Regions from separate parts of the Rattus norvegicus genome. Here region 2 is linked to region 1. Evidence: chromatin contacts called from public Hi-C data. All regions are on one chromosome and are shown on one strand. The core of a region is the stretch at or near the end of the contact, and the rest is flanking DNA. Distances in the headings are between cores, read along the strand shown. Region 1 overlaps LOC102550524 (a long non-coding RNA gene). Region 2 overlaps Zcchc2 (zinc finger CCHC-type containing 2).

Region 1 (4,238 bases), core at 1,174-3,673:
ATGCAGCTGCAGCTGCCTGAACCACATCTGCTCTATTTGACGTGAGTTAGGAAAGCCTTGCAGCCAACAGTTCTGGCTATGAAAGGTGTTTAGGCCCTCAAGTGGCAAGTTATACCACAGCTGATGCCGGGCAATGCCATGGAAGAGTTGTGGCAGATCCAATAGGCACATGATTTTTCTAGTCTTGCCCTCAACTGTTGCTTTTAAAATTACATGTGTTTCCTGTAACTTATTCCCCCCACCCCCTGATTCATTCCATGGCTTCCCTGCATCAGCTTGAGATCGTGTCATTGTATCTGAGGAGATCTTGGGCTTCTAGAAAAAGTGATCTGGAAATGCCATCTGGCTAGCCATTCGATGTGTCCAGACAGACACTCTGCAGACTATCTCCAGGAAGGAAGAAGAAGAAGAAAAAAAAAAAAAAGCAGACGAGAGTCTTAGAACTATTTATACAATCATCCTGCAGGCTTTGCCCTGGAAAACAAGAAACTGGGACTTTCAGGTTTTCTGATTGCCTCCCCACCCCCGCCTCCACCACCCATATTTCGTGAAGCTTAAATTATAACCATCTGTTTCAAGAGATATAAAAATCTTGAATCCAGTCTTTCTCCACACTAATGGGATACTAACCCTTTGGGAAATCTTTTACTGACGCGTTCTGCTAATTGTGGCAAAAGCAGAATGCCACAGCTCATTGTCTGCACACTTGGTAGGCTTTCTCATGGGTGTTGGAGGAGCACTGGTCTCTGACATGCTGAGTGTCTCTTCCCTGTTTGATGATGTGCGGTGATGATGGGAAAGCCCCTTTTCTTGCAGTTCCTACTAAATTATCTGTTTATGTTTATTCTTTTGCTTGGAGCATGCTTGAAGCTCACATGCTAATGCTGGGTCACTACGGAGAGCATTTGCTTGGCCTCTGAGCAAGAGTGGCTTGCATATCCGGAAAGTGGGTTATATTTACAGAAGAAAATCACCAAGATGGTTGTGGCAATTCAAAAGCTGTTCACACTCGTTCACGTTTGGTGATTAGTTGAACTTGTCTTCATCCTTACAGCGAAAAGGAATCTGAGGATGAAGAGCACTGCTCTAATTCGGCATCCGAATTCTCATCCCAGCTCCACTCAGCCCCCTCCCCCATTAATGTGCTGGGTTCGATACTTTTTCAAAAGTCAGAGGCAAAATATAACATGGCTACAGGAGACCACCCTGGGAACCTCTCTGCACTCTCTGGTTAATGTTTTCGAGATTCCAACTCACTCTTTCTGTCTTTCAGAAATAATTCCCTCTTCTATCCTACTAATTGTAGCGGCTGGTGTTCTCTTGCGAATTGTGTTCTCCCAAAACCTGTTTGCAGTGTCCTACACACTGACTAAAGGAAGCCTGCCCCTAGGCTGGATTTGGTTACTGTGTGGCCAATGGCTGGGCAAAGGGAAACTGGGCGGGACCCTAAGAGTGGGGCGGGGGGAGGGGTGCAGGCGGAGGGGTAAGGCACAAGAGATATCGCACTGACCCAGGAGAGACAGACAGATTTAGAGCTGCGGAGGGGAGATCATCTAAAATGTAAGAGTAGAGGAAAAGTGGGCCCTGGAAGGGCTGCCCAGAAGCATCTTGGGCAGCAAAACCCAATGGGCTTCACAGAAGGTAATAGGGCAGCAAAGTTAAAATAGATTTAGAAGGTATTGAGGCAGGAGTACCAGAGGGAAGGACCTGCTAGCTGTGTGAGGGTTAGAAGTGCCCAGTCACTGAGCTAGTTAAGGCATATTAAAAATAAACGTGTGTGTGTGTGTGTGTGTGTGTCTTTCATTTGCAGATACAAAAATAGCTCCCGGGTGGGTTTGCATGTGCAACCCGCCAGGAGCCGGAGTGGTGTAGCAAAAACTCCCGCTGTAATTAATAAGCTCTGACTGAGTCCTAACTACTTCCTGCTAATACGGTCTTACTGAGACCAGTTGTTTTCTGAGCACTGCGCTGAAGATAGACACGTAAACTAAGAACAAGCTGTGCAAAGCACTACCTACCACACAGTGATCCAAAGTGTGAGCCAAAGCAGAGCTGAGGGATGGGGGAGGGGGACTATTCATAAAGCAGAGAATCATATATCCTCCCACACTGTCTGATTCTGCTGTTAGATAGTTAATTCCCTTATTTTATTGTGGCACCTACTTTAAAAAACCTCAGTATGTTCAAAATATATGTTTTTCATCTTTTACTCTGTCTGTCTTAGCCTGTGTCTCACAGATAAACACAACCTTTCCTTGCACTACCTGGAATGGCTGGAGATGTAGAAACCAAGGGGGAGGAAGATCTGGAGGGAGCAGTGCTGTGGCAGCTGACTGAGTTAACAGACCCAGGCATAGCCAGAGTGTGGAGACAAAATAGACAGCTATGTCATACTTACCGGGCTGTGCCTCGGGCTATCGGGAAAGGAGCAAGTGATTCAGGACAGGGAAACCTTCCCTTTGCTACAAAGAAAACAGAGGGGGAGGCCTGGTAAGGCCGGTCTTCTTAATAGGATGTCGCAACCGCAGGGACCTCAGGACATCTGGGCTGTGACTGTTCCTACAGTGATCAACCTTAGGGCCCCAGTGGGTGGGACATGGGACAAATCAAATGTAAAGGACAAATAGGAGTGAGGAGGTGGCTAGCAAGTGAAGAAAATGTGACTTCCACTGTGACATAAAAGAAGCAAGTCATCCTGCCTTCCCCCCTTCCGAGTCCGCGGTCAGTCTGTGTGTGGCGCCCCAGGCCTCCCCCCACCCCACCCCCATTCCCGCTGGCAATGGACAAACACTTTGTTGGTGGTGACTTCTCATATCAGTCAGATGGCGGATTTTGTTCATCCTAGCTTGATGCCTGGCTTGAAGGTTAAAGTTGCCTTATGCCTAGGACTCAGAAAAGTCAAATTAAATCAAACTGCGGCAGCGCTGTACAGGAGAAGGAAGACGGACACCTGTGGACCGCCATGCCGCCCACACACTTGCCCTCCCGCACATGGCACAGGCAGGCCATAGACACCTGCTTGCTGCCACAACGCACAGCGTGGATAGAGGATGTCACCCAGAGGCCACCAGCTGCATGGCTAGCCTGCAACAGGAGCCATCACGATGTATGGTGGTCAGATGGAGAGGAGTCCCACCTGTGGAGCAGCATGAGCATGTGGAGAGGAGGAGCCTGTTGTGAGCGGCCAGTTGCGCCACCTGAGGTCACGGTGAGGTCCCAACCCGAGCTGCCACTGAGAGCCAAGTGAGAGTCTGTGGCTCCGAAGCAGCGTGAGTTGGGGCTGATGTCCGTGGCTCATATTACCACTATAGAAGACAGGGACACCCTGTTTGAGACACTCACAGGGACCATGTGGATGTCAAGGGGTTGTGCCTAACTGTCCTTGCCCCTCACTGGATGCAGTTCTCTGGAAAGCTGGCCTATATCTCACTGAGAAAGCACAGTGCAGCTGGCCACGGTGGGAGGGTGCGGGAGAGCTGACCCTACCAGGCATCTGCCATGGGATGGCACGGGAACAGAGGTCCTGCCCTTCATCCCCCCCAACGCCCCCCCCCCCCGCCACCTCTGGCAGTTGGGAAAGCAGTCCACAGAAGGGTTCATGGGCCCAGGCGAGCTATCTCTGTCCAGCGCCAACTAAACTCTCAAGAGAGCACACTCTGCCTCATCTAGGCAGCACAGTAGAGTTGGCCCTGGTGGGGCGGCACGGATGAGCCAGCCCCCAAGGGCATTGGGAGAGCATGACAGTTAGCCCTGCCCTTCCCCCACCTCACCTGAGGCAAGGGTGAGCCAGCCCCAAGGGTGTGAGAGCAGGAGGGCCGCTCCAGTTCCTCATAGGCTGCAGCCCTTGGGAGAGTGGTGCCCTTGCCTTGACTGGGAAACAGTGGAGCTGGCTCTGGAGGGGTGGGCATGAAAGAACTACCCCCAAGGGCACGAGAGAGGAGAGCAGCAGAAGGCAGCCATGCCTGCTGATGCCAGCACTGGGTCTCCTAGCCGGAACAGCGCTGGAGAGCTCATATGAGGGGGTGGGAAGATGAACCGGGTCGGGGTGCACGATGGGAAACTCACAAAGAACCAATATGAAATTTAAAAAAAATAAAATTAAGAAAAAAGATTTTTTCACTGAAGGACATTGTTCATTTTAGAAGAAAAAGTGAAGCAAGTTGTACAAATAGTACTCTAGCTTGTATTTAACTTTGAACTTCATTGCACTGTAATTTAAAAATATCTCCACTACTCTT
Region 2 (4,238 bases), core at 548-3,047, 85 kb after region 1:
GGTGACTCGTAGCATCCCTGTCTTGTTCTCGGGTCTGAGAGTGGATAGGCCCATGTAGGTGATGCTGTCCTTTATTCATGTAGGCTTTCCTAAAGACAGGACCCCTGGACTGAGAGCTGTGAATGCTTTCCAGGGTTCAGGTCCGTACGTGGCTTTGGAAACGTGCGGCTCTTTGCTGTTGTTTGTTGTAGTGATGCTGTGAGACATTTGGCTTTCCACTGTCAAGTACACAAAACATCGTTCTATCTGATCCCAGTAGGCTTCAAAGGCGTGGGGCTGTCTATTGCGACTTCAGACTGAACGTTTTCATTCAGATGGGAATTTAACTGGCCATCTGAAACATTCTTTTTTCTTTTTGGACTTAATTTTTGTTCCTAACTCTGCATTGATGGGTAGTACAGATCCAGTGCCTTGAAAAGGTTGTTAATTTATGACTCCTCTCTTCTATGAAGTTGAATATAAGTAGTGTAATGATCTCTCTCTCAGGGGCGTGTTTGCTCTCAGCATTCACTCATTCACTTAAGCTCCCTGGATAGATTGAGGCAGTTCAGCTCACAGCACTGGATCTTCCGTGTCACTGGGGTCTGTTAGCCTTTCTGTAGGAGTGCTCTTATTTGAGGAATGCTTATTCTTGCCAGCCATGCATGGCCAGTCTTGCCTTTGTGAATGCAAACACTCTTTAACGTGCCTCAAGTTAAGCCAGCTTAATTTGTGAGCAGAAAGAGTCTTACTGTAGGCATGACACCCAGCTCTGAGCTCTGGACACGGCAGGGCAGCAGTTTTCCTGTTTACTATGTCAGATGTCCCGACTCCTCTGCCCTGACTGGAAGCTGGGGAGGCTTTTGTGTGCACCGTGGTGCGGTGCAGAGCAGTTTAGTGTCTGTCTGTCGTGTGGTGGTGAGAAGTAGTGGTGCTTCCTTCTCCACTCTGGCTCTTGTGTCCCTGTGGTGTAATCATCGTAGGACTAATGGTGGAGCTTTACATGCTCCCTGTTGAGTATGCGGTACAAGTACTAATTCCATCTCTAGCCTAAACCATTGGAGCTCAGTGTTCTCCTGATCAAACTACTTAAACCGAATCATTTATGGAATAAATTTAAACTCAGGTTTGGTGGCACAGAATTAAGTGGATCACCAGTAGCCTTGGTATTGTTTTCCTTAGAGCACACTACCAGCCGGAGATGAGACGCAGTAGCAGGGGCAGTCAGGAAATGCGATCGAGGAAGCATTGCAAACTTGAGAGTTAATTCTGAATAGACCTAGCTTTTAGTTCTAATGTGAAAATAGGAGTTCAGCCTGGGTTTACCTGCATTTGCATGTCTTCTGTAGATACAGACAGCAATTCTGAAGACTCTGGGAATCCATCGTCAGCCAGGTTTGCAGGCCATGGCTCTGTCACCCAGACCGTCTCTGTCCAGCCGCCTGCTGACACCGTCTCACTGGGAACTGAGAATGGGAACCTTTTGGAAGCTCCGTTGACCTCACACAAGTACCCACATATTCCCTTCATGCCAACTCTACCCTGTGTCATGCACAACGGTGCCCAGAAGTCAGAAGTTGTCATTCCGTCGCCCAAATCTGCAGACGGCAAAGCCGTAGGGGTGCTTGTCCCTAACCCTGTGGCTATTTCTACAATGATGGAGTCCACAAATGCGGCCCCGGTTGGCATCCTAGGCCCAGCAGCTTCTGGGGAGTCAGAGAAGCACCTTGAATTGTTAGCTTCCCCTTTACCTATCCCGTCACCCTTCCTCCCACACAGCAGTGCTCCTGCTTTGCAGCTGACGCTACAGAGTCTAAAATTACAACCACCACAGGGAGCGTCTGAGAATTGCCCAGTTAATATCCCACAACAAGCAGCCACAAGGCTGAGCATCGGATCACCAAACACTGCCTTGATTCCTGTCCATAACCCAGGGGCTTTCCCAGGATCTCCTGTGGCTGCCACGGATCCCATCACAAAATCTGCATCCCAAGTGGTAGGACTAAATCAAATGGTGCCTCAGATTGAGGGAAACACGGGGACAGTCCCTCAGCCGAACAATGTGAAGGTAGTTCTTCCAGCAGCTGGCCTCTCAGCTGCACAGCCACCAGCTTCCTACACCTTTCCAGGCTCACCCCTTGCCGCCAGTGTGCTACCCACCCAGAATTCCACTGTGCTCAACACAGCCACTTCTGCCCAGCCAGCAAGTACAGGCATCAGTCCAGCCCAATCCACAGTTCCTCCTGCTGTTCCTACTCACACCCCAGGCCCTGCCCCAAGCCCCAGCCCTGCCTTGACACACAGTACTGCACAGAGTGACAGCACGTCTTACATCAGTGCTGTGGGGAACACGAATGCTAACAGCACCATAGTGCCACCACAGCCTCTGGGTCCCTGTGGTTCTTGTGGGCGAAGGTGCAGCTGTGGGACCAATGGAAACCTTCAGCTAAATAGTTACTATTATCCCAACCCCATGCCTGGACCAATGTACCGACTCCCATCATTCTTCACTCTGCCATCCATTTGCAATGGCAGCTACCTCAACCAAGCACATCAGAGCAATGGAAACCAACTTCCTTTTTTTCTGCCTCAGACTCCATATGCAAATGGACTGGTGCATGACCCAGTCATGGGGAGCCAAGCCAGCTATGGTATGCAGCAGATGGCAGGATTTGGGAGATTGTACCCCGTATATCCAGCACCTAATGTAGTTGCCAACACCAGTGGTTCTGGGCCCAAGAAGAACGGGAGTGTCTCTTGTTACAATTGTGGTGTAAGCGGACACTATGCACAAGACTGTAAGCAGTCATCCATGGAGGCCAATCAGCAAGGTAATCCCACTCACTCCCAGAGGACTTGTTTTTGAGTTCCCAGTTTCTTCTTGATTATGTGATACTGTCTTAGCAGAAAGATCCGTATGTGTGTGTTTGTTTACAGAGGTTGTATTTTCAGTGACAAAATGCAGCCAGAGAAACTCAGTGTAGACCCAGGTCACAGAGCACAGGGAAGGTCCAAAACCCAGCCAGAGAAGCCCAGCATAGAGAAGCCCAGGTCACGAGGTCTCTGAGTAAGGGCTAAGGAAGTTTAGGTTGTCACTAAGAAGTGAACGGCAGAGGTACCTGTCCAGACTCAGGGAACAGCACAGAGTGTACATTCTGTAATGTTAGTCCCCTGCTTGCAGGGCTGTAGTTTAAGAGAGTCCTTTTCCATATGGGAAGCAGGATGGTTAAATACTGACAGCTACAATGCGAGCTCGTTACTCGGCATGTGAGCTAGTTACCAGCCGGCATTCATGGTTTGGAGTCAGGTTAGAGTCTGCACAGCTGTCTCACATCTGAGCCCCTGCTGCCCGTTGATTCTGTACACGAGGCAAAAATCTAAGACGCCATTGAATCCTTACAGCCACGAAGCTTTGTGAACACGAGTTTGTGAGTTAGGAAAGGAGTGAATTTGAAGAGTACTAAGAGCAGAAGAAAAAGATGCACTTTACTAGGTGTGGGGAAGGGACCAGGTTCTGTTCTTTTGCGTTTGCCCTTTGTCGTTGTGCCAGATCTTAGCTGAGAACTGTCCTGAAACGGGCGTGTTAATCAGGCGTCCTCAGAGGAAAGTGCAGTTGATCAGCTGTAGGTTGTGCATAAGCTCAAGCTGCCCATTCTTTTGTGAGAGTAATTGACTTGCTGTTTTGGACTGGAGCTAGTGCTGAGGAAAGCCTTTGAAAGCATGCTCATTTGCAGTCTGTGTAGTGGTTTGTGATGCGTGCAGTCATAAGCGGTGACTTAGCCGTTCTGTCTTTCCTGTTTTAGGCACTTACAGACTGAGATACGCACCTCCCCTCCCCCCTTCTAATGATACGTTGGATTCTGCAGACTGACCGAGTAAAGCTTGCCTGCTTAATGCACTCACGTGTGGGGAGTCATGGGTGTGGAGGGGAGGAAAGGAAAGGTATTTTGTCTCTTTGTCTGTACATTTCCTCAATTTCTATGCAGTTGGGAGTTTTCATTTCTCTTTTGCCTGTGTCCACATAAGAAAGAGCGCAACGCGCTGAGCCTCTGGTCTCCTGTGCCGACAGCCGGCTGGTCTCCTGTGCCGACAGCCGGCTGCTCTCCTGTGCCGACAGCCGGCTTTCATGTTTGACACTCGTAACTTCAATTTCAGACAAACTCAAACGGAAACCGTCGATGTGTGCTTTCTTTACACTGAACACTTGCTGTGTGCAGTGTTTACTGAATCTTTAAACTGTGTATCTGACCTTATTTGTT

The links. A called contact is a pair of places that touch in the nucleus more often than the background predicts.
Region 2: a contact with region 1 is called in a Hi-C map of hepatocytes, with 1.9 times the contacts expected there. The contact joins two enhancer-like sites. A contact is called at or near these places in 7 of 12 Hi-C or Micro-C datasets (the Rat2 cell line, Schwann cells, frontal cortex and 4 more).

Annotation. Positions count from the first base shown.
Region 1 is chr13:22,589,153-22,593,390 of GRCr8, forward strand. It overlaps LOC102550524 (a long non-coding RNA gene), which reads right to left. Exons shown (of 6, transcript XR_010056964.1): 3 at 3,771-4,238; 4 at 3,137-3,305; 5 at 2,399-2,462; 6 at 431-1,065. Among named protein-coding and RNA genes, the nearest start is that of Zcchc2, 43 kb to the right of the region's middle. Within about 2 kb of position 2,424, at least 23 of the 93 cell types and tissues checked have an H3K27ac peak or open chromatin away from gene starts, as enhancers often do.
Region 2 is chr13:22,675,249-22,679,486 of GRCr8, forward strand. It overlaps Zcchc2 (zinc finger CCHC-type containing 2), which reads left to right. Exons shown (of 14, transcript NM_001122677.4): 13 at 1,329-2,810; 14 at 3,783-4,238. The coding sequence ends at 3,850. Among named protein-coding and RNA genes, the nearest start is that of Zcchc2, 43 kb to the left of the region's middle. Within about 2 kb of position 1,798, at least 1 of the 93 cell types and tissues checked has an H3K27ac peak or open chromatin away from gene starts, as enhancers often do.